Regions from separate parts of the Triticum aestivum genome. Here region 2 is linked to region 1. A link is a contact called in public Hi-C data. All regions are on one chromosome and are shown on one strand. The core of a region is the stretch at or near the end of the contact, and the rest is flanking DNA. Distances in the headings are between cores, read along the strand shown.

Evidence for each region. Hi-C and Micro-C count contacts between places; a contact is called where the count stands out from the background.
Region 2: a Hi-C map of leaf shows a contact between it and region 1, with 5 times the contacts expected there. The contact joins the promoter of LOC100415857 here to the enhancer-like site in region 1. A contact is called at or near these places in 2 of 5 Hi-C or Micro-C datasets (both in leaf).

What each region holds. Positions count from the first base shown.
Region 1 is chr2B:111,862,320-111,866,445 of IWGSC CS RefSeq v2.1, forward strand. It overlaps the pseudogene LOC123043780. Among protein-coding and RNA genes, the nearest start is that of LOC123043781, 25 kb to the left of the region's middle. Within about 2 kb of position 2,297, at least 1 of the 8 cell types and tissues checked has an H3K27ac peak or open chromatin away from gene starts, as enhancers often do. A contact at or near this core is called in leaf, where this site is marked.
Region 2 is chr2B:112,187,263-112,191,340 of IWGSC CS RefSeq v2.1, forward strand. LOC100415857 (vegetative cell wall protein gp1) reads right to left here and starts at 2,114. Exons shown (of 1, transcript XM_044466362.1): 1 at 542-2,114. The coding sequence starts at 1,984. The coding sequence ends at 848. LOC123043783 (serine/threonine-protein phosphatase 6 regulatory ankyrin repeat subunit B) reads left to right here. Exons shown (of 11, transcript XM_044466361.1): 11 at 1-29.

The DNA.
Region 1 (4,126 bases), core at 1,047-3,546:
TTTCAAGACCAGGCAACCAGAACTACGTGGCGACAATCACACAAGCATACTGAAATGTAATAAGGGCAGAGAGAAGCTGGTACCCACCTGGTGGATGTGGAGGCAAGTCTTCTGCCCCGCGGGGGTGGAGCCGTAGATCCTGATCACCGGCACCTCCTCCACCTCCTCGCCTGCGGCGGCCACCAGACAGTCAGAGAATTCAGCGCGGCGCGGGAGGAGAAAAAGTTCAGAAAGGGGGCAAATGGGGAAGGGAGCGTACAGTGGAAGGGGCTGTAGGAGATGTCGAGGCCGGGGACGGGCGGCGCCATGTAGTAGTCGAGCGAGACGATGCGCACGCTGAGGACCTGCGAGGGGGTCCCCGGCGGCGAGGGCTCCGGCGAGGAGGGATTCATGGTCGCCGGCGAGGAGGGCGCGGCGGGCGGGCGGGCGGGCGGTGGTTTTATTTGGGGGCGGTGTGGGTTCCCGGGCTTCGGCTCCTTCCAGAGCACGCTGCTTCCTCCCCACTTGGGTTTGACTCCGTGGGTCGGCGGGTCGCCATCGGCCTAGTTGGGAGTTTATTAAGGGCCATAGCCCACGAAATCGATCCGACCTTGGACCCTTTCCTTTCAGAAAAAAAAAAGGACCCTTTGAGCCAAAATGATGCGAGAGCTATTTATCGCATTAAGCGATCAAAGTGGGGACCTCCTATATGCCGCTTGTTGCGGCAAACAGTTAATGCTTCGCAAAGGGGAAAAGCTAACCTGGGTAAGCCCATTTACGGTAGGGCGCCGTGAAAAAACAACAAAAAACAGCGCCGTGGTAGGAATCGAACCTGCGACCAGCACGTCAAACACAATGTGACAGTTAAAGAACTGGACGGCAATGGAAAAATTGAAAGAACAGCCAGCGGAAAATTCCTACAACATGTGTGTGGGGGTTCAACCATACGGCCTCAAGCGAGTGAATCATGCTGCTAACCATTGTCTTCGTAGACTTGTTTCGTTTAAACTGCCACCTCACTTAACATAAAGTCATAAACTATACGAGGCAAAAGAAAAGGCCTTTTTAAAAAAAATGTGGTTTTCTTTTTTAAAAAACTAAATATAATTAGAAAAACAAACATTTTCAAAATTTGCTAACAAACTTTTAAGGACTCGAACATTTTTTGGGAATCTGGAATTTTTTTATAAAAAAAGAAACAAAATTGAAAACAAGAACATTTTTCAAAATTACAACTAACTTTTTCAAAATGCGAACATTTTTATAAACAGAAAAAAATGAAAAATTCCAACAAATTCTGAAGTTATGAATAAATTTTTTCAAAACGCGAATATTTTATGAAATTCCCACTAACATTTTTTCAATTTGCGAACAAATTATGAAAACATGATTTTCTAGAATCTGTGATCAAATTTTGGAAACAGGAACATTTTTTATAAAAAGCGAACATTTTTTCTAAGTACGAACGTTTATGAACTTTCCCTGACATTCTTTGAATTTGTGAACAAATTTTGGACACATGAACACTTTTTGAATTTGATTTGTTTTTTGAAAACAGGAACATTTAAGAAAAATACGCGAACATTTTTGGAATTTATGAACAAAATAAAAAATAGAACATTTTCAGAAAAAAAATTAAACTTTTTAGTTTTTCGAACATTTTCTGAAAAGAAGTGAACAAATTCTGAAATACTTACTTTTTGGAATTGGGGAACACAACTTGAAAAGAGGAACAAAATCCGGCAGAATGAACAAATTTAAAAAAAATATGAACATTTTTAAATTTCAGAAAATTTGTCAAAAACAGAAATTACCTTGAAAAGGAAAAAGAATGAAAAGAAAAAAGAAACGAAAAGAAAACAAAAAAGAACCAGAAAAGGAAGAAAAAGAACAGAAAGAGTAAAAAAGAAAAAAGGAAAAGAAAATAGAACATTTTCAGAAATTTTAAACTTTTTAGTTTTTTAACATTTTCTGAAAACAAGTGAACAAATTTTGAAATACTTTCTTTTTTGGAATTTGGGAACACAACTTGAAAAGAGGAACAAAATCCGGCAGAATGAACAAATTTAAAGAAATATGAACATTTTTAAATTTCAGAAAATTTGTCGAAAACAGAAATTAACTTGAAAAGGAAAAAGAATGAAAAGAAAAAATAAACGAAAAGAAAACAAAAAAGAACCTGAAAAGGAAGAAAAAGAACAGAAAGAGTAAAAAAGAAAAAGAAAAAGAAAAAAATATAAAACCGGTTTAGAAGGTTTCCAAAACCTCCATCGAAGTGGCAGTGCTCGCTGAAGCTTTTCCATCCCCTCACCGGCCCGTTTACGCACGGAAAGTGCAGCACTCATAGCCACTAGGCTACACTCAAGCCCCGTGTTAATCTAGCTGGGCGCGTCCTACTTGAGGTATAAAACAGCTGGGTGCTCCCTATTTTTCTTTTCTTTCTTCATTTTCTTCTATGTTAATCGGTTTTTCTTTCTCTTTTCGATTTTATGTTCTTTTTCATTTTTCTTCTCCATTTGTTTTCATTGTTTTTTGTACTTTTTCCTCTCCATTTTTTTCATTCTTTTCTTTGTTCTTCTCCATTTTTTGTTTGGTTTTTTGGGGTTTTTTTCTTTTTTCTTCTCCATTATTTCTTTTTCTTTTGTGTTTTTTTATGTTTGTTTTTGTTTCACTCTATATTTTTGTACATGTCAAAAAAAATTGTATACACGTTCAACATTGTCCGAACATATATTCAACTTTTTCAAATACTTGTTCAGCATTTTAATAGTTATTCAAGATTTTTTTCAAACACTTGTTTAACATTTTTAATACTTATTCAACATTTGTTCAAATACTTGTTCAATTTTTTTAATACACTCGTTCAACATTTTATAATACTTGTTCAACATTTTTCAAATACTCATTCAACATTTTTCAAATTCTTGTTCAACATTTTCAAATACTTGTTGAACATTTTTCGTATACTCGTTTCAACATTTTCTAATACCTATTCCACATTTTTTCAAATACTTGGTCCACATTTTTCAAATAATTGTTCAACATTTTTTATATATTCGTTTCAACATTTTTAATACCTATTCAACATTTTTCAAATACTTGTTTAAATTCTTTCAAATACTTGTTCAATGTTTTGCAAATACTCGTTCAACATTTTTTAATACTTATTCAACATTTTTAATACCTAATTAACATTTTTTTATGTTTGTTTGGGGGAAAGCATGTGAAAACCGAGTAAAAAGAAAAAAAACAGAAAAAACATGTTGAATTGGACGAGTAAAAATGAAGGAAAAGATAAAAACCCAGCTCATTTTTCCTTCTAGTAGGCCGTGCTCTCCATAGAGTACAATAATTTAAGTCTGTCGCAGTGGCTAGCAGCCCTCGGAAGGAACTATTTTATCCTAGAATCGATCCTCTGTGAGCTCCATTTTTCAAACTCTGGTTTTTCTCGAAAATTCTCGCTACAGTGGGTCGGCCCGATATGTAGCGGTCTACGCGAGAGTCCCCCCTCGCATAACGCGAGAAATAGGGGTGCCCCCGAAATGATGCTAGGTAAGGGTAATCTCTTGTAAAGGTCACTTCCAATTCTTAAAAAAGAACAAAGGTCACTCTCCACCTTCCGACGTGCCGACAAATGATGCATCGTAATTTCTAAAAGAAAGTGATGCATTATATGTGTGTCACTTGTTGCAATCTAAGACCTTTTTTTTCGTACATTCGTTTATTCAAAACGTTTTTATCTCTTGAACCATGCGTCCAAAATACCAAACCATTTTCGCTGATGGATTTCTTGTGTCGAGATCTTGAAAACTAGATCTCATGTCAATAGGTTTCGACCAGATTCTTTAAGAAAAAGCAAATACCCAGAAAACAAAATCCAAAAGAAAAATGAAAACCGAAAAAACCAGTTCACGTAAAAATTTGAATGCCAAAAAAAGAAAAAGAAAAAAGGGGAGCCTAGATGCAAGGTTACGGTTTAAAAAATGAAATCACAAACTATTTTTTCTTTTTTCGAAAATTACAACTGTTCTTCCGGTGGAAGAAAATATGTGCTTCTTGTGGAAGCAAAGATTTTTTTTTCGAGAAGCAAATCTGTGTGCTTCTCATGAAAGCACAATTGTGCTTGTCAACTTGTCGCGGAAGCAAA
Region 2 (4,078 bases), core at 864-3,363, 320 kb after region 1:
TATATCGTATCCGTGAACCATTGTGGTTATATATCGTGTGCGTGAATCACTCTGAAAAATGCGCTCGTCAAGGTGAAATCTAAGCAGTACTGTACTGGCTAGAAAAAAATGGATAACAGAAAAAAAAGTCATCTAGGAAGGGGATCGTATGGAACCGCAGATATATTTTAGTATTTTTTGAGAAAAAAGAAGATAATCGGTGTGGAAAGCGGGATTTTGTATGGCGTTGGGCATGCTGTAGATGTTAGCTGGGAGGTTTGCTGGTGGGTGCACACATTAGAATCCTGAAAATACAGTGCTTACTGAGGACAAAGATAGGATTCTTGGGGAATTTGTCACATCTCTCTTTTTTTAGGTGAACTTTGCACATTTTTTGCCATCACCTGTTGCTGGCTGGTGAATTTAACTAGAAACCACACAAGCATTTACGGGCTCATCTTTGAAAAACACGCTCTCAAGACGAACCAGTGGAAGAATATGGGCATGGAGGGTGCGCCCATGAAAGAAATCACAAGGAAAAACAACATAGACTGCAGTCCGCTGGACAAAAATGTGTTTTCCATGCGAATAAAAACATGTGTAGATACACGAAAGAACAACGAGTCATGTGCACAGATGAACGTATACCAACACGCAAATGATAATTACAAAGTAGTAATACTCTCACGGGTGCATGGAACAACAGAAACTAAAAGGAATGGCGGAACATAGAAGGAATACAAAAAGATGCATCATCACTATCTCGCTAGCCGGATACTACGCCACTTATTCTAGAATCTAGAAACAGCACACCGTGGCTCCGGACGGGGTCGATCTCCTCCTTCAGCTGTCATATGTGAGTATCACATCAATTGTCAGTCATTGGCGGCTTGCCCTTCGGAGGTGGCTCTGGCTTTGGTTCGGGTTCAGGCTTGGGCTCCGGCTTAGGCATAGGTTCAGGCTTGGGCTCTGGTTTAGGCATTGGTTCGGGCTTAGGCTCTGGTTTAGGCAATGGTTCGGGCTTAGGCTCTGGCTTTGGCATCGGCTCTGGTTTGGGCTCTGGCTTCGGCATAGGCTTGGGCTCGGGCTTTGGCATCGGCTCAGGCTTGGGCTCTGGCTTCGGTTCCGGCTTTGGCATTGGCTTAGGCTCTGGCTTCATCGGCTCGGGTTTGGGCTCTGGCTTTGGTTCTGGTTTGGGCATCGGCTCAGGCTTGGGCTCAGGCTTAGGCTCAGGTTTGGGCATTGGGTAAGGCTTGGGCTCCGGCTTCGGTTCGGGTTTTGGCATCGGCTCAGGCTTGGGCTCTGGCTTTGGCTCCGGTTTTGGCATCGGCTCAGGCTTGGGATCTGGCTTAGGTTCGGGTTTTGGCACCGGCTTAGGCTCGGGCTTCATCGGCTCGAGTTTGGGCTCTGGCTTTGGTTCAGGTTTTGGCATAGGCTCAGGCTTGGGCTCTGGCTTCGGTTCTGGCTTAGGCATCGGCTCAGGCTTGGGCTCTGGCTTCGGTTCGGGTTTTGGCATCGGCTTAGGCTCAGGTTTTGGCATAGGCTCAGGCTTGGGCTCGGGCTTTGGTTCAGGTTTTGGCATAGGCTCGGGCTTGGGCTCTGGCTTTGGTTCAGGTTTTGGCATAGGCTCGGGCTTGGGCTCAGGCTTAGGCTCAGGTTTGGGCATCGGGTAAGGCTTGGGCTCAGGTTTTGGTTCGGGCTTTGGCATCGGCTCCGGCTTCGGTTCCGGTTTGGGCTCTGGCTTTGGCATGGGCTCAGGTTTGGGCATAGGCTTAGGCTCTGGCTTTGGCATGGGTTCAGGCTTAGGCTCTGGCTTTGGCATGGGTTCAGGCTTAGGCATTGGCTCTGGCTTGGGTTCCGGCTTGGGCTCCGGGTACGGCGTCGGCTTGGGCTCCGGCTCCGGGAGCTTCTCAGCGAGGCCACGGCCAGCGGCGGCCGCCTGGCTGAAGCCGGAGGCCGCGACTAGCCCGACGAGGAGCACGGCAAGGAGGCTGTGCCTCGCCATTGCTGCCCGCTCCTCCTTCTCGCAGCTCTTGCTGCACTTGTGCTTCACTGCTTCTAAACCTCTCTACTGAGATAAAGTGGATGGGGTGTCGGTGTGGTTCCTCTGAATGGTGGTGTGGAGAACCGGAGATGGCATATGGGGTGGCTTTATAGGGCGGAGGGACCAAGCAGGTTGGGACGCGTGTGCCACACTCCCGAATCCCGATCGACCAGTGCCTGTGGGTCTCCGGGTGGATCAGGTTACCTCAACTTTTCATCTGCCGTCTGCACCTTCCTCCCGCCTGGACTGCAAGGCAGCGGCAGTACTAGTAATGAGAAGAGACCGCGGACAGTAAATTCGTGCTGTGGACGCCGCCGGACGCCGGACGGCGGACGGCGGACGGCTGGTGGCCGGTGGCCCGTCGCCGTCGCGCCTTGAAATCCATGTCGGGGATTTCTCCATTGCGCGTAGCATCCGACGACGCCTGATGGGTGCGGGTCAAGTCCGACGACTGTTCTAGGCAGCTGCTAGCCGAGGCTGACGGCGACGGGGCACTGAGAGTTGAGCCTCAGCTTGACGGCAAGGCATCATCAACTCAACTGCGCCGTAGTACGATTTCACGTGGAGCTTTTACTGCAGCCTGCATAGATTTCTCGCACAAAAGTAAGCTCAAGGCCTCAAGCTGTGGTCGCCAGGCAGACACGACTAGCTTGCTGCTGTTGTTTGACTGTTCATGCGTGCCCGGTCGATCTATAAACCTGCGATTCTGCGTACGGCGAGCCGCGGTGTGCCATCGTCGGCAATCGCACCGTACCTGTCGAACCATCGGCAGCTTTGAAATTGGCTGATTGATTGACCGGTTAAAAGTCACGCACGCGGCCAGGTAGGCACGGAGGCAGGCAGAATTGCTTTTGTTGATATTCTTCCAAGCACTTTTTGCTTGAACAAGCGTCTTTCATGCCGCATTTTTCTTCTTTTTGTGGGGCTTGCGGCGTTGATCAACACTGCAGCTGTGATAATGTAACATGTGTTGCGTAAACATGGTACTGCTAATCGAAATTTATTGATTAACAAATGAAGCAACCTGCCTACCTAGCTAGCTAGATTGTTATAGTAGTAAGATCATTTTGCGCCCTACTACTATTCGCGTGGAGCTCACACAAGTCAAGAACGCGCAAGAGTAAACCTCAAGCTGACCGTAACCGTAGCCCAGCCGGTCCGTTTGCGTGCTTGCTTCATGTTGTTTGACCATCCGTGCATGGCCCGGTCGATCTATCTGCGCACGGCAACCCAGCCAGGGTCTGCCATCGGAGGCAGTCGTACCATAGCTATCGAACCATGGGCAACGTTGAAATTGTTCGTCGAGAGATGGATCGACCGACCGACCGACCTTGCTTGCTCTTGCTCACGGTATTAATTGCTTGACTGGTTAACCTAATTGGTCACGCCGAGGCCAGGTAGACAGGGTAGGCAGGCACAGCAAATCTTTGCGTTGATAATCGGAGCACATTTCTCACGAGTGTTTGTGTGAGTACCGATCAAGTCAAGCACAGCCACACCTACGTGTTCTTCTTGCTGCGTTTTCCTTGTGGGGTTGCTGCATTGATTGACAACATTGCGGCTCAAGTTGCGTAACATTGCAATGTGGTTTTACTGATTAACAATAGCAAATGAAGCAACCTTCCACACCAAAAATTTAATAAACGAAGCAACAACATACCTTAGACCTTACCTAGATCGTGTTGTTGACATGCAAATCAAGATCTTGCGCGTGTATCCATGCGATGATAGAAGGAGGAGCAACCGTATTTTAGCTCTACGTGGTCGGCCAACCTTTAGTAGAAATCCAAGATCGACCGGCCGTGTACACGTTAGTGCAATCCTACAAAGTAGAGAAAAAGCATGGGCGGCGGGTAGAAAGCGACCCACACGCGTCGCGGTTTCCATCACCCAATTCAACATTTTCGTACGCGCCGGATCGCGGGAATCGAATCGCTACCTAGCTTTTGACTGTAGCGCGTACCACGTACCTAGATAATTAAGGGCATCGATGCTCTGGGCTCCACACCAATCGCCTCAGTTCAATTCGGAGCGGAAACGAAAGGTCTCCCTCCC